Linked DNA regions of Mus musculus: all the other regions are linked to region 3. A link is a contact called in public HiChIP or PLAC-seq and promoter capture Hi-C data. All regions are on one chromosome and are shown on one strand. The core of a region is the stretch at or near the end of the contact, and the rest is flanking DNA. Distances in the headings are between cores, read along the strand shown. Region 1 overlaps Mvb12b (multivesicular body subunit 12B). Region 2 holds the start of Mvb12b (multivesicular body subunit 12B). Region 3 holds the start of Mapkap1 (mitogen-activated protein kinase associated protein 1). Region 4 overlaps Mvb12b (multivesicular body subunit 12B). Region 5 holds the start of 9430024E24Rik (a long non-coding RNA gene). Region 6 overlaps Mvb12b (multivesicular body subunit 12B). Region 7 overlaps Mvb12b (multivesicular body subunit 12B).

Region 1 (2,700 bases), core at 57-2,556, 540 kb after region 3:
GGACAGGTGGGAGAGGGGAGGTGGCAGTGGGGGGCTAAGTGTGGACAGAGGTGGGGGAGGTGGCCGCCGGACCTGATATGGTGTCGGGAGCAGCCATTCCCTGACGTAAAGATGGGCAAGTGACTGGCTAGCCTCGGTGCAAATGGGGACGATTCCAGGTTGAGATGGTACAGGGCCTGTGTAGTGAAGTCAGGCTGGGAGGGCAGAGGAGGTGTTGTCCAACAGCGGTCAGAAGAGATGGGCAATTTCCATTGTTTGGCTCTCGCTCCTTCCTTCTGCTGTGTGCTGGGAAGCAAGCGTTGGTGGTGGCCTCCGACTTCCATGTGGCCTCCATGGGCAGCATGTGAGCTACCCCCCTCCTTTCCTTTCCCCACCTCTTTTCATCTCCCTTCCTTTCAAGAGTGTTGAAATTAATTAGGCAACAAGACATTTCTTCAAAACTGCTGGTCCTGCATAATTTATAGATACCAGAAGTCTCCCAGGCGGCTCCAGAGTCATTGGAGCTGCCAGTGTTTGAAGCATCAGCTATAGGGTGCTGCGGGAACACTGAGACAAACCGGCTCCTCTCCGGGCAGTGGGTTGGGTTGAGGGATCAAAAGGACACACAGGTTTAAAATTGGAAACCTGCAAATGAGTAGCCAGTTGTCATGCACCAAAGCAGGAGAAGAAAGAAAACAAAAATAAATAAATAATCCCCTCACAAAGCTACCTGAACAGTGCTGAAAAGCAGGGTAAAGGGAGCTTGCAGATTCCCGTCATGCTCAAAAAGAATTAAAGCCCTCTGGAGGAAGATAGCGAGCTCGTGTCCAAAGCCTGTGGGACACATGCGACACAGTCATCACTCCAGTGTGACAGAACGGTTACTCAGGTCTCGAGAAAGGCCACATTGTGGTAGTAGGCCCTTGTTCCTCATAGGCAGAGGACAGGAGACCTCAGATGGATCTAAGGTCTCACACTGCAGCAGGGGAAAGGTAAGGAGTAACTTGTCCCCGTGGGCTTCTATGGGCCCCCGGTCCCCTCGGGGCAGCACTGATGGCAAGGAACTGCTTCTGAGCAGAGTAACGGAACTTGGAGGTCCCCATACCTCACAACCCCCTCCTCACAGGCGCTTTGCTTTTCAGAGCCAAGTTTGTTTTGATAAAGGAACCAGGTGTTGCTCTTTTTTGTTTTGATAGAAAATACATTAAACCAAGATTTACTGAAAATGTGGAAAGTGGTTTTACGACCAGCCTTGAGCCCTGGCTTCCTGCAGCTTGAATCTGGAAAGTTTCTGTGAACTGTCTGGAGACAGACTTGCCTTGAGAGGAGGACTCTTGGCACTTGTTGTACTGAGTGCAGTGAGGCCAGCAAGCCAGCTTCAGGAAGTTCTGTCAGAAACAGTGGTTTCCTGCGCGCCTGCCAGGAGAAGCTGTCTTCTCCTTGGCCTCCTGACCCCAGCCGTGCAGACAGTGACCAAAGCTCAATTAGACAATGGACAGGACAGCGTCTTGATACTTCCTGCTGCTCACAGAAGGGGCTGGCTCACGCTTGCAGCCTTGTGAAAGATAAAGCCTCAATTATTTGAATTGGCAGAGAAGTTAATTGTTCTTTTTTAAAATGTAGGGTTTGTTTTGAGTGATTATGGATTTATATGCACTTTAAGAAATATGCAAGCACGCTTACTCCTTATCTAAGATCAAGTGACAAGGTGCAGTGTGTGCTTTGACCCCTGTGGTAGTGTCTGAAAACACCACCATGGTCTGAACCAGGACTCCAGGTTTAATCAGATGATTTCCGGCCAGTGGATGGGTGGATCATGAGATTGCTCTTGGAAAGATGGTTCCCAAGAGGAACAGTATGTCCTGCTGTCCTACTGTCCTGCTGCTGGACAGGGCCAGGTGGGGAAGTGTCAGGGCGACAGGAGCCTGCAGAGCAGGGCAGTGTGGCCATGAGCTTTCCGTACAGCTTCTGCGTGCAGGGCAAGGCAGAGGTAGGACAAGCAGACTTCAGGGCAAGCAGACTTCAGCCCATCTAGTGGAAACGGCTGGGGCTCTGGGCCACAGGCGTACTGCCTGCTTGTCAGCTGTCTGGTGTCTTGGATGGCAGGAGCCTGATGCCCGATTATGTGCTGGTTTGTTTTTGTCACCTTGGCATATGCCAGAGTCACTTAGGAAGAGGGAACCACAATTGAGGCGTTGTCTCCATCAGATTAACCTGTGGGCGTGTTTGAGGGGCATTTCCTTTTTCTTTAGGATTGATTTATTGTTTTTATATGTATGTATATGGATGAGACTGAAGGAATTTACATACACCCCGTGAGTGCAGGTGTCAGCTGAGGGCATCCTGGGTTACAGGTGGCTGTGAGCATGTTGCATGTGGGCGCTGGGAAGTGAATCTTGGATCCTCTGTAAGATCATTGCAACATCAGTAAGTGCTCTTAACCACTGAGCCTTTTCACCAGTCAGCCTGCCTGCCTTTCTCTCTCTCTCTCTCTCTCTCTCTCTCTCTTTCTCTGTTTACTTTATATGTTTGGGTATTTTGCCTGCATGCCAGTCTGAACACTAGGAAGCCAGAAAGTGGTGTCAGACCCCCTGGAACTGGAGTTACAAATGGTTATAAACCACGATGTTGGTGCTGGCTAGGAATTGAACCTGGAGTCCTGTAGAAGAGCAGTCTCTAGTGCTCTTAACTGCTGTGCCACATCTATCAGCTACATTTTAT
Region 2 (2,700 bases), core at 15-2,514, 520 kb after region 3:
GGAAGCCAGGACTGGAACTCAAACAGGTCAGGAAGCAGATGCAGAGGCCATGGAGGGATGTTCCTTGCTGGCTTGCTTCTCCTGGCTTGCTCAGCTTGCTTTCTTGTAGAACCCAGAACTACCAGCCCAGAGATGGCACCACCCACAATGGGCCCTTCCCCCTTAATCACTAATTGAGAAAATGCCCCACAGCTGGATCTCATGGAGGCATTTCCCCAACTGAAGCTCCTTTCTCTGTGATAACTCCAGCCGTGTCGAGTTGACACACAAACCAACCAGTACAGTCAGATATGGTGTTGATTCTCATCATGGGTAGTTAACGGGTAGGCTTTGGGGAGAGCGGTTTTCTTGGCCCAGATGATTCTGGGAAATGGCTGCCTAAACAAATGAACCAGGCTTTTGTTTGTCTTGTCTTACTATGGGACTTCCCAGAAGTGTCCATAGAGTCTCCCAAAGGTGGACAGATGGGTGTCACACAACACTTACTTTGTTAGACAGCAAGCATTCTTCATAAAATCACATATATTCAGGTCTCTAGGGATTGGAACTCTGCACTTGAGTTCTTGGTGGTGTTATCTCTGTTAGATCTTGATATCAGGGTTATGATAAACCTGGAAATATGTTTTTTTTTTCTTTTGCCTGTAGCAAGTTTTTGTTGGAGACAAGGTCTCTTTTCAAATCCTCTGTGGCTTTCGGGCAACTCACTATGTAGACCAGGTTGGTGTTGAACTCACAGAGATCTGCCTGCCTCTGCATCCCAAGGGCTGGAATTAAATGGAGCACCACTGTGCTGGGCTCTGTACCAGTTAAGAACACAGATTGTCTGTTTCCTTATGGTGCGTTTGGACTTGTTATAAACCCATTTGGATCAGTGGTGTTTCTGAGTGACACAAGTACCTGGATTGTATGCACACATTTGAGAATTGTCCCCACGGGATCTTTTCCTTGACAGCCTGCTTGGCACCATTTGCTTCAGGAGCTGACTATTTTGGAAAAGCACAGGATGTGTGACTATGAGTCCCGATGCCTGAGCAAATCCAAGCCGGCTACCGTGTGATCCTCTGTTTTAAATATCCCGTTTAGCACATGTCCCCTCCAGGGCCTGCAGGCCTGGCTGTGTAGGGGCAGGTGGTTCAGGGATCAAAGGCTGCTGATGCCTCCTTTTCTTACAGCCTGAGGGTCCTGCTCCATTTCTTCCTGACTTCTGTACCTTTCCCCAGGCACTGCAAGGGCAGGCATGCTACACTAGATCCCTCCTCAAGGCTTGCCCCCAGGCCTCTGTGGGTAAATCATTTGCCCAGCAAGAGGGGCAAGCTGAGACCTGCTCTGAGAGTGGGGTCAGTCTGAGGCCCGGCTGCACCGCATTAGGTTAGCCGGATTGTGGGCAGAGCAGAGGGGATCGCCCCGGGGTGCAGTCAAGCCTACAAGGGACAGGTGGGAAGGCGTCTCTGCAAAGGGCCACTCCGGGCCTGCAGGCCTGGGTGTCAGAGCGTCTTGCAGGGACCTACAGCTGGGCTGAGCGGTGGACGAGGGGGACGGCGAGGCCTAGCAGAGCCGAGCGGAGGCCGACTGGGGGCGGGGACCGAGGGCACCGGGGGCCACAGGGCGGTGCGCTCCCGGGCTCCGCCGCAGGCTGCACGCCCCTCCCGCCCCGGCCCCGGCCCGAGCCGCTGCTGCCGCCGCCGCCGTCGCTGCCGCCGCCAGGCCGCGCCCCGCCCCTCGCCGCCGCCGCTCCCGGGGAGGCTGCGCTCGAGCTGCGGCGCCGGCTGCAGCCGCCTGGGCCCCGGGCCCGGCTCCTCCCGCGCCGCCCGGGCGATGAGAAGCTGCTTCTGCGTCAGACGGAGCCGGGACCCGCCGCCGCCGCAGCCGCCGCCGCCCCAGCGGGGAACAGTTAAGTGAGGCCCGCGCGGGAAGACGGGCGGGGACGGGCGGGCACGGGAGGAGCCGGCCGGGCCCAGGCCTGCGGGCGGCTCGCCCAGCCCCGCGTGGGGACAGGCCCCGTGAGGGCGGCCTCCGCCCGGCGCGGTGCCGCAGGCTCTCGGGGGGCTCCGGCTCGGCCTTGCGGCGGGAGCGAGCTGGGGACTCGAGTCGCAGCAGCGCTCCGAGGGTGGAGCCAGGTGAGGGGCGACGATCTCCACCGGGGCACACGCTGGGGACAGTTCCCTTGACTCGCCTGGCCTGGGGTCCGGCTCTCAGCTGTCACGTGGGTGCGGATGAGCGCGCACCTGACCCTCAGACATCATTACCTGGGGGCACCCGAACTGTAGGGCACCTGTCTGCAAGGTGACCAGCCATCCAGGAAGCGTGGTGGGCATGTTGATTAGCCTCCCCTTGCAATGACTCCAGCCAGGGCAAGTGAAGCCCAAGGGACTGATTAGCACCGCACCAGGGACCACATCCTCAGAGACAGACACAGTGAATAAGGTAGAGCCAGGAGCATCTTTGTTTTCTTTGTCTTTAGCACACAGCTGTCCCTAAATTATCAGCCTGTTTCTTCTGTCCCCTGACCCCAACGACCTGTTCAGCAAGACAAGGCAGGCCCAAGGCAAATGGCCATAGCCCCTACTCCCTGCCCCCACGGGAGACCCAGAGCGCCTGGATTTCAGCCACATTGGCAGACAGCAGGCAAGGCTCCTCTTTCAGGGCCTTTGTCTCTGGTGATGCCTTGTTGGGGTAATCGCCTATGTTTCCCGACAGCTG
Region 3 (2,700 bases), core at 97-2,596:
AATAGAAATCAAAACATAGGAAGTGTCTAGGCAGGACAGGGTGAGGAAAAAAAAAAGTTTATGTGAGAACAAATCAAAAATGATGTGAGATCCTACTTATCCAGAAGAAAGGCCCATAGCAGGGACTTTTAAAAGGTTAGCTGTTAAACACTAGCAGAGAGCCACAAGATTATAGAGGCGTCGCAGGCACTATTCACATTTAGTAGCAGAAGGCAGATATGAGCAAAGCTTAAAGGAAAGGGACACCTGGCATGCCCCTCCCTAGCGTCCAGTAAGCTTGAAGGGGTGTGACTGAAAAAGATGGGGGCAAATAGCATTGAGCAAGATTTGTCACTGCAGCTTGGGTGGCTCCTAAACATAGGAGTAACGCACTTTATTTCTGCCCTGGTGGTTGTGCACAATAGGGACCCATCCTTTCTGTGAGTCCTGCGAAGGCCGACCTCATCAACTGATGTGTCTGTACACGTTCCTGTTTACACCTGGGAAGGTTTTGAACTCGGCCCTTTGGGGGTTTGTAATAAACATGGTGCTTTGCACAGAGTTGGGAACAGTGACAGTTTCAAATACTGCGGTCATTCATTGGAAGCTGTAACAAATTGTGAGGTCCCTGTTTCATCTTAGAGCTTCTGGCTTGAGTTATACACTTCTTTAAACTATAATCTTTTCTTCTTCCCAACCCCCCCCCCACGGCCCCCGCAACTTCACCATTCCTTGTCACTCCCATAAACAGAAAAACGGACTCCAAGTTCCCCGCAGCGCTCTCGGGATATAAACAATCAGTGGGACCGTTTCAGGACTGCCCTGGCAATGCTTTGAAAAGTTGATTTCACAGGATGGAACTTGGGCACCGGACCTTGCAGAGTTCCGAGACCCGAAACCGCCAGAGCCAAGGACTGCCCCCTCCCCCGCCCCCGCACAACCAGGTCCAAAGTCTCTCCTCACCTAAGTCACACACCCAGCTGTCAGGCTCAGGAAGAGCAAGGAAACCGATGTTCCCAGGCCACCGAGCACAGCCCCAACGGGCGCCGCTGGGCAGCGACGGCAGCGGGGTGCTGAGAGGTCGGAGGGTCCCGCGGGCGAGGGGGCGACGGCTGGGGCAACCTTTACCTGAAGCTGCTCCCACACTACAGGCCGCCTCGCCCGGGACACGTCCCTGAGGGAGGTCCCGACTCCCCCACGCCTCCCGGCCCCTGCACCGAACCCAGCGCCTACGAAGTCCTCGGCAGTCCTACCGGCCCACTCGGCCCTGGCGCCCCGGGCACGCCCTCATGACCCCGCCGCCGCCGGCCGGCAACAGCAGCCCTGTTACCCAGAGCCGCGCCACGACCCGGAACCGTACCCCGCGTACCGGAAGTCCCCGATCTGCAAGACGCCTTTGGCTGGGGACGCAGTGCGCAAGCCCCAGAGCCAGGAACGAGAAGTCGCTGCCTCCCGGGGGCGGGACAAGGGGCGGGAACTGGTGGGTGGTTGCGCATGCGTGCTGCCCTTGGCCGTTTCTGGAGCAGGTTAACCAACTTCTGTTTACCTTCAAGTGTAAGGATCTCTGTAAGCTACGTCTTACTTTTACAGGGAAAAGTCTTCATCTTAACCGCCATATCAGAAAGAAGAGTTCACTGCAACTATTATTTGCTACATGGACATAGTATCAAACTGCTTTTTAAATTACTATCTAAACCCAGATTAGTGACGCTCTCACACCTAATCAGAGAAGTTTGGGTATTTTTTTGTTTTATTTTGTTTTGTTTTTTTACTGCAGTGGACAATGGTTAATACAGAAACTCTCACAAGTGGCCATGGTGCACAGATGAAATGTCCATCGAGTGCTCAGCCACAGTAGGACACTGTAATTGTAACTTATTCTCCTGTCGTTCTGTAGTAATTGTCGTCTGGAGGCTTACTATCTCAGTCTGCTAACCTAGACCTAGTCCTGGAATTTTTCAGCCTCCATTGAATCTAATCAAAGCCTAGAATGTTTTCAGCCTGAAATGTTTGCTGCTGAATACGATCATCCTTTCTAGTACTTTCTGATCTCGGACTGGCGATTCTGGCTCAAACTTTTCTCCAAGCTGACTGATTCAATCTGGCTCCACTCAGTTTCTGACAGAATTGCTCTGCTAGGCTTCATTCTAATTTAAGCAACCTGTTCTAATCCCCTGGTTCTTTTTCTTTGGCTCATTCTATCTTCACCTGTGTCTAGCTTGTTCTCTCTTCAACCTGTCTGTATCAAACTCTCCTTGTAAAACTGCCTCCTTCCCTCTTCTCTTGAGAGTTGGGTATATCCTATTCTGTCAAATCTTTTTCTGATGCATCACTTTGTCATTCAATTAGACATCACTTTCAAACATGGCTGCTTGCTTCCATTTACCAACTAACTTTACCTTCATTGTTTGCGATTAAAGGTGTGTACTAAGGGCACATCTGTATTCCAACCAGAGGGATTAAAGGTGTGAGCTAAGGGCTGAGCCACACCACAACTAAAAACAGGTTTTTTCAGTAACACAACCGTGGGGTTCACAGTGTGATCAAATACCCTGCAACAGGATACATAGCACCTTCACTGAAAGGCTCAGAGACCACCATTGAAATTGGGAACAGAAAGATTGTAACAGCCAGAGGCCCAGAAGAAACAATACCTTCTCTGCATTCATGAATTCACACTACCTCTGGTTACCTGTACAAGAAATGCACAAGATAGCCGGG
Region 4 (2,700 bases), core at 97-2,596, 570 kb after region 3:
GCTCATCGATGTCAAGGACACATTGCCTGTGGGCTTCATCCCCATCCAAGAGACCGTGGATACACGTGAGTCAACACTTAACACACTTGCCTTGGGAGCGGCCACCTCCATCCAGTGGGCTTGCAAATATTCTATGTGTTTCTCTCTGGAAGTCTGTAGATGGTGAAGGAATCCTGCCACTTATGACAGCCACCTTGGATCTCTGTGTGTCTGAAGAGTGTGTGGGTCCTTGGCCTGCAAGTGAGCAGAGTCTTTGATTGATGCCTCCTCACTCAAGGACAGAGCAGGGAGTCTAGGGACAGTTGGTTTGCCCTCAGCAACCAATTCATAGAATCCTAGAGTACTGGGAACTCTGGTCCTGGAGTGCTGGGGAGTGCCAAGCTTAACACAAGACCCTGAAGCAAAAGGGAGGGAGGGCAGAGATCAAAAGATGCCCTGGGGCTGCAAGGAACAGCTCTGTGCCTGGTCTGGGGCTCACAGAGTGAACAAGAGGCAGGCCCCAGAAAGACTTCAAGTTAGAGCATGTAAGACCTAAATTGGAGCCAGATGTGGTGGCTCATACCTGTAATCACAACACTTGAGAGATGGGAGCAGGAAAATCAGGATTGAAGGGCATCCTTCACTACATACAGGTTCTGAGCCTGGGGTACATGAGCCGCTGGCTAGTTAAAAAGCAACAATTAAAACAAACAAAAAACCCACGATTTAAATTAGACCGGATGTTTCAACCACTGAGCAACATCGCACTGTGCTAAGCTGCAGGGAACTGTGGGAAATGGAGAAGCTGCTTCAGGATCCTGCGGGTGTTATGGGCTCTGGTCCTGGAGTGCTGGGGCTGAGGTCCTGGAGTGCTGGGGCTGAGGTCCTAGAGTACTGGGATCTCTGGTCCTGGAGTGCAGGGGACTCTGGTCCTGGAGTGCTGGGGCTGAGGTCCTAGAGTACTGGGATCTCTGGTCCTGGAGTGCTGGGGACTCTGGTCCTGGAGTGCTGGGGACTCTGGTCCTGGAGTGCTGGGGACTCTGGTCCTGGAGTGCAGGGGACTCTGGTCCTGGAGTGCTGGGGCTGAGGTCCTAGAGTACTGGGATCTCTGGTCCTGGAGTGCAGGGGACTCTGGTCCTGGAGTGCAGGGGACTCTGGTCCTGGAGTGCAGGGGACTCTGGTCCTGGAGTGCAGGGGACTCTGGTCCTGGAGTGCTGGGGACTCTGGTCCTGGAGTGCAGGGGACTCTGGTCCTGGAGTGCAGGGGACTCTGGTCCTGGAGTGCAGGAGACTCTGGTCCTGGAGTGCTGGGGACTCTGGTCCTGGAGTGCAGGGGACTCTGGTCCTGGAGTGCTGGGGACTCTGTTCCTGGAGTGCAGGGCTGGTAAGGCAGTGTCAGGAAGCCTTGTGTATCTGAGCTTCTTTACGGGTGCACATGAACTTGCCTTATTTGTAATTACTTGTAGCCAGTCTTTGCTACTTTGTGGGTTCTTTTCCTGACCTTTATCCCAGTCTCCCCATTTCACCCTGTCACTAGATCAGAGAGAAAGAAGGAGAGAAGAGAGAGACAGAGACACAGAAGGACACACACAAAGAGAGACAGGGAGAGAGAGACAGGGAGAGAGAGAAAGAGAGAGAGATCCTTACATCTAATTTCTTTCCTTTTGTTTCCTCTTTGACCATGGCTACTAACAAACCACAGCTAATCTCCTTGAAGGACCAACAGCCACCAACCCTGCTTCTAGGGGCCCTAGTATTTATATACCCTCTGAAAAGTTCCCAGAATTTCAAATGTCACGCAATCATAGAAACTATCTTCAGCTGGCAAAACCACATCTCTCCTACAGCACAAGGCAAATCATAAATCAGATCTCTACTCCTGGGATTAAAACTAAAACACATTCTTATGTTTCTGGTTTTTCTAAGAAACCAGAACTCCAAAACTGTCACTACAATTACTCATGAGCCCATGCCACAGCAGCGAAACGGGGAGTAAGAAAACAGAGATCCTCATCTGCGAGGTTCCTTTATGGAATTCTGTACCCTGTTCTTCGTCAGTATTTATAGGTATGTGATTCTTTTTCACATTGTCATGCTGTGAACGTTTCTGGACCAGCATTCGCTTGCTGTTTTCACACAGAGCAGCTTCCATGTCTCCTCAGCCACCCCCAATGGCAACTTATTTCAGCAAAGCAGCGGCCCCTCACTGGCTGATTCACTTGCTCGTTGGGCCATGTCCTAGCAAAATGTCATGGTGCTGGTTGGCTTTAACTGTCACTTTGACATCACCCAGAATCGCCTTAGGGGGAGTCTCAACTGGAGGATTACCTGGCCTCTGGGTATGATTGGGTGGCAGGGGATTGTAGTGATTGTTAACTGACTAAGTCCACTGTGGATGGCACCTTCCCTGGGCAGGAAGTCCTGGGCTGCCTGAGGCACCCAGGGAGGAAGCAAGGATACATTTGTTTCTCTCTGCTCTTGACAGTGGATGGGACATGGCTACCTGCTTGAATTTCTGCCTTGGTTTCCCCTCAGTAGTAGGCTTTAACCTGGAATTGTAAGCCAAATAAACCCATTCTTCCTCACGTTGTCTTTGGCCAGGGTGTTTTATCCTAGCAACGAATACTAGGGCACTGATATCTGCTATGTTTCATGTAAGGCCCCTCGTTAAGTGCTGTAGCCTCATGAGGGCACTTTACCTTTAGGAGAGCTCAGTAGAGAT
Region 5 (2,700 bases), core at 134-2,633, 690 kb after region 3:
CTCAGTAAAAGTCCTTCCAAGGTTTTTTATTTCCAGGGTATGGATAAACAAATAGCACACCACTTTAGACCTTTATGCCCTCAATAAATAGGACCGTTGGAAACCTCAGGCCTGTACCCCTAAGAGACTATGCCTGGAATCCCAGAGTCACATAAGGACCTGGATCCCCAAGTCTGAGAGCCGAAAAGCTAGCGCTTCTGGGTGACTTGACTCCTGTCCAGGTAAAAGGCATAGAGGCAAGACCACCCCCCTGGCTGGTCTTTGGGGTCCTCTCTGCTCCAGAGGCCAGGAGAAAACACTCAGCCTTTGACACCATCCAGAAAATAAAAATGTCCCAGGCTTCTAATCCTTTCCTTCAGCAACTCACAGGGCTCTGAAACACAGCCAAGACCCCGGACACAGTGTGAATATCCAAGCCAGCCTGGCGAGCGCCTGCAAAGCTAGCCTGGAGGCACCATGCCTCCAAGCAGTGGTCTTGATTGGACCCAGCCTCGCCGGGTCCATACATGGAACCCTGGCCTGACTGTTCTGCATCATCACTTGCCTCCTGGAGCCCAGCCTGTGGGGCACCCCAGGAACCTGACTGCCTTCCCAGATAGGGCTGATCCCTGCCCCCACTCCCTCCCACCCCCAGAAAAATATTTGGAATATGGTCTTTGACTGGAGTGAGATTAATCCCCCTTCCCTGACAGTGTCTCTGGGCACGTGTTTTTATAACCTCCCTTTCAAACGAGAACCATTTGTCGTTGGGAGGCTGAGGAGGCCCTGCCCGGCCTGCTGGCCCAGGCATCACCAGCACCTGATTGAATGTCACCGGCAGTGCAAGGGGGCAGGGCTGGGGTGAGGGCAGCATGTCCCTTGTTGGTCCCTGCCCTAGCCATTGACAGAAGATTATGCGGTCTAGTCCTGACTTCTTCCTGATCACAATATGCTCTTCAGTTGGTCACTTTGCCTCTCTGAACCTCACTTTCCTTGCCTGACAAATGGGCGAGGTGGTGGCCCACACACCCCGAGGGATGTGCCCAGGCCTACTTTGGGAAATTGTAGATTCTCAATGTTTAATAAAGCAATTGAACACAGTCTTAGCTCCTGGTAGAAGGGCAAAGTGCTCTGGCTAGAACCTTCCAGGGGCTGCAAAAAAAAAAAAAAAAACAAAAACAAAAATCAAACAGTATGGCTTGAGTCTAGTTCTACTTCCAGACTCACCACGAGAGGTGGCCCTACAAGAAAGAAAGCAGAGGGCTTTAATGTACAGAGAAGGCTGAGTTTATAGGTGTAAGCATGCAGGCTCTTTAATTAACTCTGAGCCCTTGGTCTGTGGCCTCCTCTCTCAGCATAGCCCTCCTCCTCCCCCACAACCCCAGGTCCTGTTTGAAGTTTGCAAAAAAAAAAAAAAAGAAAGAAAAAAGAAACCCTTCACACCATCCCTCCTTGCTGAAGCTAGCTACAGACCCTCAGGGCTCAGCTGGGAGGGATTTATTGGAGAATTTCAATCATGGGGTCTTGGCTCAAACTTGTTGCTTCCCTCAAAAAATCTGCCCAGAAGTTTGATTACATGTGGGATTGGGGCACGAGGGGCCAGTCTGATGATCTCGCAATTCAGAATTCCACCTGGGCCTCTGGGAGTGTTGCAGCCCCGAGAGGAAGAGAACAGGACACAGGACAGCCAGCGAGAGCGGGTTCTGACATGATGCGGAGGTACTGGGACTTGGTGGACTAAAGGAACTGCTTAGAACCTAGAGTTCTGCACTTGCTTAGGAAGTATGAAATACTAGATTCCAACCCTAGCATTGGGGGGCTGGGGGGGGAGATGAGAAGAGGAGAGGAGGAGGGTAGTTCCATCTTGGTCTTCTCCCACAACAGAGACAGGTCTGTACAGGTGCCTGAGTTCTGTATGACAGCTTCTTGCTGGTCCCTTGCTAGGGAAAGTGGGGGGAAAGGTCTGAGCTACATAATGAGACAACCGAACCTGGTGACATGCCGATCTTCCTAAGCTGCGGCTTGGCTCCCCCAAAGGCATTCCCTTCTCAGACTCGGAGCCCACGCCCTTCCACGGGAGCCCAGCCAAGATACAGCAGACAGGGAGCCCCTGAGTGCTCACTTTCTCCCCCTCTGGGCACGGTTGACTCTTTCCATTTCTCCGCAATGCCTCTGCAGTGATGGATAAGCTGTGGTCCCAAGAGATGCAGCCCAGGGGACCACAAACATCTTTTGGTTTCTCATGTCGGCCTCCCACTTCTTGCTTAATAAGTGTGGAAAGAGGCACAAACAGAAATTCCCTGGGCTTCCCATGACTAACGAGATGACCACATCAGGCGACAGTGCTTGGGCATAAAGGTCCCCAGAGCGAGGTGTCCGATTCCCTCCCAAGACGCTTCTCCAACTGCGCTTTGAAGCGGGAGCCCAGGGCCTCCAGCAGGCTCGGGTGGGCCAGTGGGGCTGAGCTCTGGGCCTCCCCTACCCCGTGACGCGCACAGATTGCCCCAGATAAAGGACCCTCGGCGGCTTCACCCAACTTCTGCTGAATCGTGCTTTTCAGAAACTCTTTTCACGTGTTTTCACTTCTCTGGCCTCTTTGTTGAAAGATGTAAAAATTTCAAACCACCACAAAGTAAACATTTCAAAACCCTCGCTTTTCAAAATCACTCACATTTAAAAAAAAAAAAAAAAAAAAAAAAAAAGGAAAGAAAGAAAGAAATC
Region 6 (2,700 bases), core at 147-2,646, 640 kb after region 3:
GCTTGCTTCCCTTAGCTTGCTCAGCCTGCTTCCTTACAGCACCTAGGGCCATCTATCCAGGTATGGCCTCACCCACAGTGACCTGGGGCCTTTCTCATCAGTGATTAATTAAGAAAGTGCTCTACAAGAAAGGGGAAAACATGATCAGTATATACTGTATAAAATTATTTTTTCAGTAAAAAAGGAAATATTCATAGACTTGCCTACAGACCATCTGATGGAGGCATTGTTCCATTGTAGGTCCTTCTTCACCTTGACATTCTAATGTGTGTCAAGTTGACCAAAGACTAGCCAGGCTAGTCCCCCAGGTGGTTCTCCTGTCTGGTTATCCTGGCTAGACTGGATAGTTGGGAATGAGCCATCTTCAAGGCTGAGACTATCCCCAGTCTCTCCAGCCCACAAGCCTTTGTATGACTCTTCTAACAGCCATTTGGGAGGAAGACGAGGCACCTTGGAAGCTGGCTGTAGGTCTCTGCCCCATATTCCTATGAAGCTGTTTTTAAAAAGTCCGAGTTAGAGCTTTGCCTTCTAATGGCAAGTTCCACAGCTAAGGGAAAAGATGCAGAACACTTACGCTATGGTTCTGGGTTAACTAGCATACACGTGTGTGCATGAGCAAGCTTGCACATGCGCGTGCACACACACACACACACACATATATTTCTTTACACATGAAGACACATATAAATGCACAGAAAACAGCGAAGGGCCCAAGGCCTTTGCAGACCCCTGCCTTGGGGTTGGGGCTAGGAACTTCAGGATATTTTAGCTTAGCTGGTCTTTAGGAATGGATACCTTAGAAAACAGATTCATATATTGAGACATTCAAAAAAGTACAATTTAAAATTGTTTGTGCTGGTGTTAAAATGAAAAGGGGCCCTGGAAGGGAAGGTGCATCTCTCCTCCTCGGGTGTCTGTCTACGGGAAGCGGGTGTGTGGCGCAGGGCCTGTCCAGTGGCCACCCAGCTTGACTCCAGTAACAGTGACATGGCTAGAGGAGACCCACACACACAGAGAACTGGGGAACAGGCCTCCCTGGGCCCAGATTCTGCTCTTCTTTCTGCACAATCTGGCTCCCTGCTTCATCTCCAGCTCACCAACAGACTTCAGAATTCCATCTTGGAGCAGCAAGTGTGAGCACAGCCCCCAGGAGCCCCCTCCTGACCACGGAGGCCCCCTGTTACTCCCATGGACGTGATCCTGAGACAACTGTCTTCACCTTAAGCCAAGTGCAAGTGGTTTTGGAGTGAAGCCATGACAGAGTTAATAAAGTTAAAAGGCTTTCCCTGTGGAGGAGCGTAGCCGTTCTAGCCAGGTTTCTAGTCCCTTCTGGGTGTAGGACATGCCCTCCTGCCCTTCCTGGGCTCAGAGCTCTCTAAGAACCTCCCTCACCTAACCAGGTGTCTGTCTGCATTAGAGGAGTGGCTGCTCAAAGCAGGGGCCTGAGGCCTCTTGGTACTTGAGATGTGGAACATGGGGTACTCGGACGTAGAAAGGAATTGCCCCTCAATTAAAGTGACAGTGTCAAACATTTTGCGTGGAGATGGGATCTAGAGATGATTGTGTACATGTGAGGTCCAGATGGCCTGTGCTTAACAGAACCAGAGGCTCCTGTAGTTTAACCTCCGACTTCTTTACAGTAGTTTTGGTTTTGTTTCTGCTTCTGTCTACGGTGCTAGGGTGGAAGTCAGAGCCTTGCACATGCTTGAGCAAGCCCTGCATCGCTGAGCAGTCCTTCCAGCCCTTTAGGGCTCTTTTCCAAGGCACATCAAACAGCTGAATTCATTTGAGGTAGGGAATATCTCTAGTTCTTGTCTTCTTGAAGGAAAGAAGTCAGTCAAAACACAGATATTTTAAGCAGAAGTTCATTTAGCAGAGCAAAGCCAACAGTCAGACACAGTGTGAACTGCCCCCAACATGGAATATAGCCTAGTGCATTCTATGATATGGATTTAAGGTTTTAGAAATATTTATGAGGTGGCATATTCATGAGGTGATAGTGACCCTTTTCCTTCACAACTCATGATGGACCAGATTTTTCTTTCATGGCATTTCTTCCCATGATCCTCTAGGAAAGCCCATGGGACCAGACTTGAGGTCAAAACCACAATGCACATGGTATTTTAATGGTGCCAGGTCTCTCGAGCATACAGACCCTTCATTAGTGCCTGTGGAGGACATAGCACAATCCTAGCTACAGCTTTGAAGATATTCCACCACAACAGCGTTCTGTTGGCTGGGAGACTCAGCCTTGGTTTTCTTCAGTCACCTCACATCTAACTCTTTACCTACATGGCACTAGACTGCACCAGGACCTCCATTCCAGATCAGGCTTCATCTGACACTCAGAGAGGACAGATGCCAAGAAGGACAGTGTTGGGTACCCTGTGAGTCACACAAGAAAAGGCACTGTACCCGTGCCTTTGGGTTAGGACCCGTGGGGCAGATGGTTTAACGTGGGTGCCTAGAGCCTGTGGGGGGCCTTTCCTCTGCAGCAGTAAGATTACCTACCACCCCTAGCCAACTGAGAAGTTGTTTTTAGCTCATTGCAACTTGAGTAGCCCAAACATTATCTTTTTCTTTTACAGTTGAAAGAAAGGCTCAGACAGGTCAGCCTCTGTCCTGATCATAGCAGTTGTGAGGCAGGAGTTTGTGACCTGAACTCATTCCCCGAAAAACCAGGCACTGCTTTATATCTGC
Region 7 (2,700 bases), core at 59-2,558, 620 kb after region 3:
AGACATGATTAAAAATATTTGTTCTAATGCAGTATAATTTGGTAGTAATGTGTTCATCGGGATAGCTTACGGCTACATTAAGTGGACAGACTTTATATGGATTCTCTAATTTTAATCTTCAAAATGCTATCTAATGTCTCATTAAGACTTGCATATAATGTATCTTAAGTACAGTCATTAAATATAGTTTAGGGAGATTTATGTTCAGATACTGCTTAAAGATGTTTTAATAGGCCATTTACTCTGATGATATTAATGAGCTCTTAATCCAGATGAAGCTTCTCAAACTAGTGGGAAAGACTCCGGCCCGAGTTTGGAGACTGGGGATTGATACCTGCTTTGGACAAGTGCCCAGAGCTTAGCCCCGCTGACACTTGGTGACCCCACTTGGCAAGCCTCTTGCCAAGGCCTGGTGTTTGGAAAAAGGTCTTCCCTGTTCTTGCTGTGACTGCTGTCCACGGTGACACACAGGGACAGTCCCTTTGCTCCCCCAAATCACGTGCAAGACATGCAGGGGCTAACTTGGCCAAACCTTTCATCTCCAAGGTCATTTGCAAGGACCCCAGTGTCACAGGGAGAATGAGGGTTAAAGAAAGTTGTCGCCACCCTTGTTGTGGGAGCATCTGCCAGGTGAGGCTGCACAGCCTGGCCTCCTGAGGAACAGCCTCACTCCACTGTGAGCATGCTGTAAAGGGTCACATGGCTGTGTTGCCATCTTTCAGGAGTTCAATGTGGCTGAAATATGCATAATAAAGTAGTCCTGCTAATTCAAAGGTATAATGGGAGGACACCCTGTGAGCTGGTGTCACCAAAGCACAGGCATGGTGATCCCAGCTCCACCTCTAAAGATGCCTCGCGAGGCCGGGCAGCACCAGAGCGTATGCACAGTGGTTCCCAAGCCCCATTTCAAACGTCTCTGTGTTACCCCGTCTTTCAGAGAATTATTGAAAAGTACAGTTTTTGTTTCAATTATTTTTTTAAGCAAAAGGGGAGGAAAAGAATGTGTGAGTTCAGAGACTTTTCTAATTACTAAATTGGTTTGTTAAAAAAAGATAATAGCAAATTTCTTCTTTTTGTAATTGGACATTTCTTCCCTGTAGGCTAATTCAGGCACAGCCCGTGCATACACAATCGGTTGTACTTCTGAAAAGCCATAACTAGCTAATAACGGCTACAGTGTCATCAGAGAGTAATGGTGTGCTGATTAGCATAATTAATGACAAATGGTGGTGCGGAATTGGTGGATTGGTTTAGCGGATGATGAATGCGGCGAGGCCCTGGCTGGGGCCTGCCAACGAGGCCTCGCTGGCTGTCAGCCCTTCTGTTCTCGCCCAGGCAGCTCTCATTAGTCACGATGGGAGGTGCCAGTCTGTGTTCTGTTGCAGCACAGAAAACTTAATAATCCAAGCAAACGTGATTCTTTTTTGCCTGTGTATTTACTCACAAAATTCTCCACTCCCCTGTTCCCACTGTGGCCAGAACATAAGTCACTGCTGTTTCTAGGTCTTTCCTGTCGCCTGAACGGGAACAAAAGGAGGACGACAGAGCCACAGTCGTGGCCAGGCAGCACTTGTGTTTATCTATATATGTAGCGGGAAACCCAGTAAGCTATACGTTCTGTCCTGATAGTAGAAGACCGGCGCATTTATCTTCGATGTGATTAATTTGCATTCACAAATGAGGCTGATAAAAAAAGGGTTCACCTTTAACCTTTAGAGGGAAAAGCATTTCTCTGCAAGATTTCTTGGGAGACCGCTCCTTAACCGATAAGAAGTAACTCCTTTATCAATAAAGATGAAAATCCTTCATTTGCATTACTGAATGAGACTAATTATTATATAGTTAATTAGCATCTGGAAATGAGGATTATCTTAATTACAAAGCACAATTTCCCTAATAGCTACAAAACTGTAAGTTTGATCTGTGTGGAAATTGGTAACTATTATTATGTAATTAGTGATAACATTAATAGTACAGAATATTTAGACATAATTTGCATATGCAAATGCCATTTACCTGAGCCAAATAAGTGGACCATTAATGATTAGAGCTTGATGCATCCATACGGAAAGTTCTAGATCCCTGAATGGGACCCATTGTGCTAACTTAGAGGTGGAGTCAATAAGCACCTTTTATATTTAGGCAGTCCACTGGATTTTGCTGTAACAGGAATTAATGGTTGGGTGATTTCATAATGAAGCCACCTGTTCAGTGAACTGGACTCTTGACTTTGATTTTTCAATGTCTCCTCTTGATTCTTAGAAGTGCTTTGCCTACACATTTAGCAATTCTGAGTCTGGTATCTTTCTTACAGCTGATACAAACACTTAAAAAAATAGCCAACACACATGCTTCTGTGTGTGTGTGTGTGTGTGTGTGTGTGTGTGTGTCAGATTGTTGCAGTGTTTTTCAAAGGTGTGTGCTATGGGAATGTGATTTGAAAGTAGCTACTGTAGACTTTTAAATCTTTTATTTCATCCATGTAGCACACAATGGGTGCCATTATTCAGAAGATTAAAATGGGTGTACCTGTCAGTCTTTGCTGTGGTGCGCTGCAGTAACAAACAGTCCCCCAGCTCATGTGGCTTGCCATACTCCACTCCATGTCTCACTCAGTGACACCTTGGTGGCTGTAAGTTGGCTGGGACCCTGCTTCATGTACCATCTTATTCTGGGACCCAAGCTGAGAGAGCAGCCCCT

What was found. Promoter capture Hi-C pulls out the DNA fragments that hold promoters and counts their contacts. HiChIP or PLAC-seq counts read pairs in DNA pulled down with a chosen protein or histone mark.
Region 1: a contact with region 3 is called in an H3K27ac HiChIP or PLAC-seq map of microglia, with 6 times the contacts expected there. The contact joins the enhancer-like site here to the promoter of Mapkap1 in region 3. A contact is called at or near these places in 3 of 39 promoter capture datasets (the 3T3-L1 cell line, cranial neural crest and hippocampal neurons), 4 of 115 datasets of contacts at active chromatin or transcription factors (astrocytes, forebrain, microglia and 1 more) and 1 of 9 other capture datasets (embryonic tail).
Region 2: a contact with region 3 is called in an H3K4me3 HiChIP or PLAC-seq map of embryonic stem cells, with 2.8 times the contacts expected there. The contact joins the promoter of Mvb12b here to the promoter of Mapkap1 in region 3. A contact is called at or near these places in 12 of 39 promoter capture datasets (the 3T3-L1 cell line, the C10 cell line, the HPC-7 cell line and 8 more), 7 of 115 datasets of contacts at active chromatin or transcription factors (astrocytes, embryonic stem cells, fibro-adipogenic progenitors and 4 more) and 1 of 9 other capture datasets (embryonic tail).
Region 4: a promoter capture Hi-C map of the 3T3-L1 cell line shows a contact between it and region 3, with 4 times the contacts expected there. The contact joins the enhancer-like site here to the promoter of Mapkap1 in region 3. A contact is called at or near these places in 6 of 39 promoter capture datasets (the 3T3-L1 cell line, 3T3-L1-derived adipocytes, cranial neural crest and 2 more), 1 of 115 datasets of contacts at active chromatin or transcription factors (embryonic midbrain) and 2 of 9 other capture datasets (adipose tissue and liver).
Region 5: a promoter capture Hi-C map of second pharyngeal arch cranial neural crest shows a contact between it and region 3, with 5 times the contacts expected there. The contact joins the promoter of 9430024E24Rik here to the promoter of Mapkap1 in region 3. A contact is called at or near these places in 8 of 39 promoter capture datasets (the 3T3-L1 cell line, HPC-7-derived erythroid cells, cranial neural crest and 4 more), 1 of 115 datasets of contacts at active chromatin or transcription factors (embryonic forebrain) and 1 of 9 other capture datasets (macrophages).
Region 6: a promoter capture Hi-C map of hippocampal neurons shows a contact between it and region 3, with 4 times the contacts expected there. The contact joins the enhancer-like site here to the promoter of Mapkap1 in region 3. A contact is called at or near these places in 7 of 39 promoter capture datasets (the 3T3-L1 cell line, the C10 cell line, cranial neural crest and 4 more), 1 of 484 Hi-C or Micro-C datasets (palatal mesenchyme), 4 of 115 datasets of contacts at active chromatin or transcription factors (embryonic basal ganglia, fibro-adipogenic progenitors, forebrain and 1 more) and 2 of 9 other capture datasets (adipose tissue and liver).
Region 7: an H3K4me3 HiChIP or PLAC-seq map of embryonic forebrain shows a contact between it and region 3, with 7 times the contacts expected there. The contact joins the enhancer-like site here to the promoter of Mapkap1 in region 3. A contact is called at or near these places in 5 of 39 promoter capture datasets (the C10 cell line, cranial neural crest, embryonic stem cells and 1 more), 4 of 115 datasets of contacts at active chromatin or transcription factors (embryonic basal ganglia, embryonic forebrain, embryonic stem cells and 1 more) and 1 of 9 other capture datasets (embryonic stem cells).

What each region holds. Positions count from the first base shown.
Region 1 is chr2:33,869,232-33,871,931 of GRCm38.p6, reverse strand. The region is part of intron 2 of Mvb12b (multivesicular body subunit 12B); the gene reads left to right. Among named protein-coding and RNA genes, the nearest start is that of Mvb12b, 17 kb to the left of the region's middle. Within about 2 kb of position 1,306, at least 125 of the 459 cell types and tissues checked have an H3K27ac peak or open chromatin away from gene starts, as enhancers often do. A contact at or near this core is called in microglia, where this site is marked.
Region 2 is chr2:33,886,510-33,889,209 of GRCm38.p6, reverse strand. Mvb12b (multivesicular body subunit 12B) reads left to right here and starts at 1,264. Exons shown (of 10, transcript NM_175184.4): 1 at 1,264-1,890. The coding sequence starts at 1,816.
Region 3 is chr2:34,405,497-34,408,196 of GRCm38.p6, reverse strand. It overlaps Mapkap1 (mitogen-activated protein kinase associated protein 1), which reads right to left and starts at 1,346. Exons shown (of 12, transcript NM_177345.4): 1 at 943-1,346.
Region 4 is chr2:33,831,902-33,834,601 of GRCm38.p6, reverse strand. Mvb12b (multivesicular body subunit 12B) reads left to right here. Exons shown (of 10, transcript NM_175184.4): 4 at 1-65. Among named protein-coding and RNA genes, the nearest start is that of Nron, 27 kb to the right of the region's middle. Within about 2 kb of position 1,346, at least 4 of the 459 cell types and tissues checked have an H3K27ac peak or open chromatin away from gene starts, as enhancers often do.
Region 5 is chr2:33,717,633-33,720,332 of GRCm38.p6, reverse strand. It overlaps 9430024E24Rik (a long non-coding RNA gene), which reads left to right and starts at 1,383. Exons shown (of 2, transcript XR_374262.3): 1 at 1,383-1,698.
Region 6 is chr2:33,761,002-33,763,701 of GRCm38.p6, reverse strand. All of the region lies in intron 7 of Mvb12b (multivesicular body subunit 12B), which reads left to right. Gm52507 (a long non-coding RNA gene) reads right to left here. Exons shown (of 4, transcript XR_003953788.1): 4 at 1-121. Among named protein-coding and RNA genes, the nearest start is that of Gm33856, 27 kb to the left of the region's middle. Within about 2 kb of position 1,396, at least 24 of the 459 cell types and tissues checked have an H3K27ac peak or open chromatin away from gene starts, as enhancers often do.
Region 7 is chr2:33,784,424-33,787,123 of GRCm38.p6, reverse strand. All of the region lies in intron 7 of Mvb12b (multivesicular body subunit 12B), which reads left to right. Among named protein-coding and RNA genes, the nearest start is that of Gm33856, 3.8 kb to the left of the region's middle. Within about 2 kb of position 1,308, at least 41 of the 459 cell types and tissues checked have an H3K27ac peak or open chromatin away from gene starts, as enhancers often do. A contact at or near this core is called in embryonic forebrain, where this site is marked.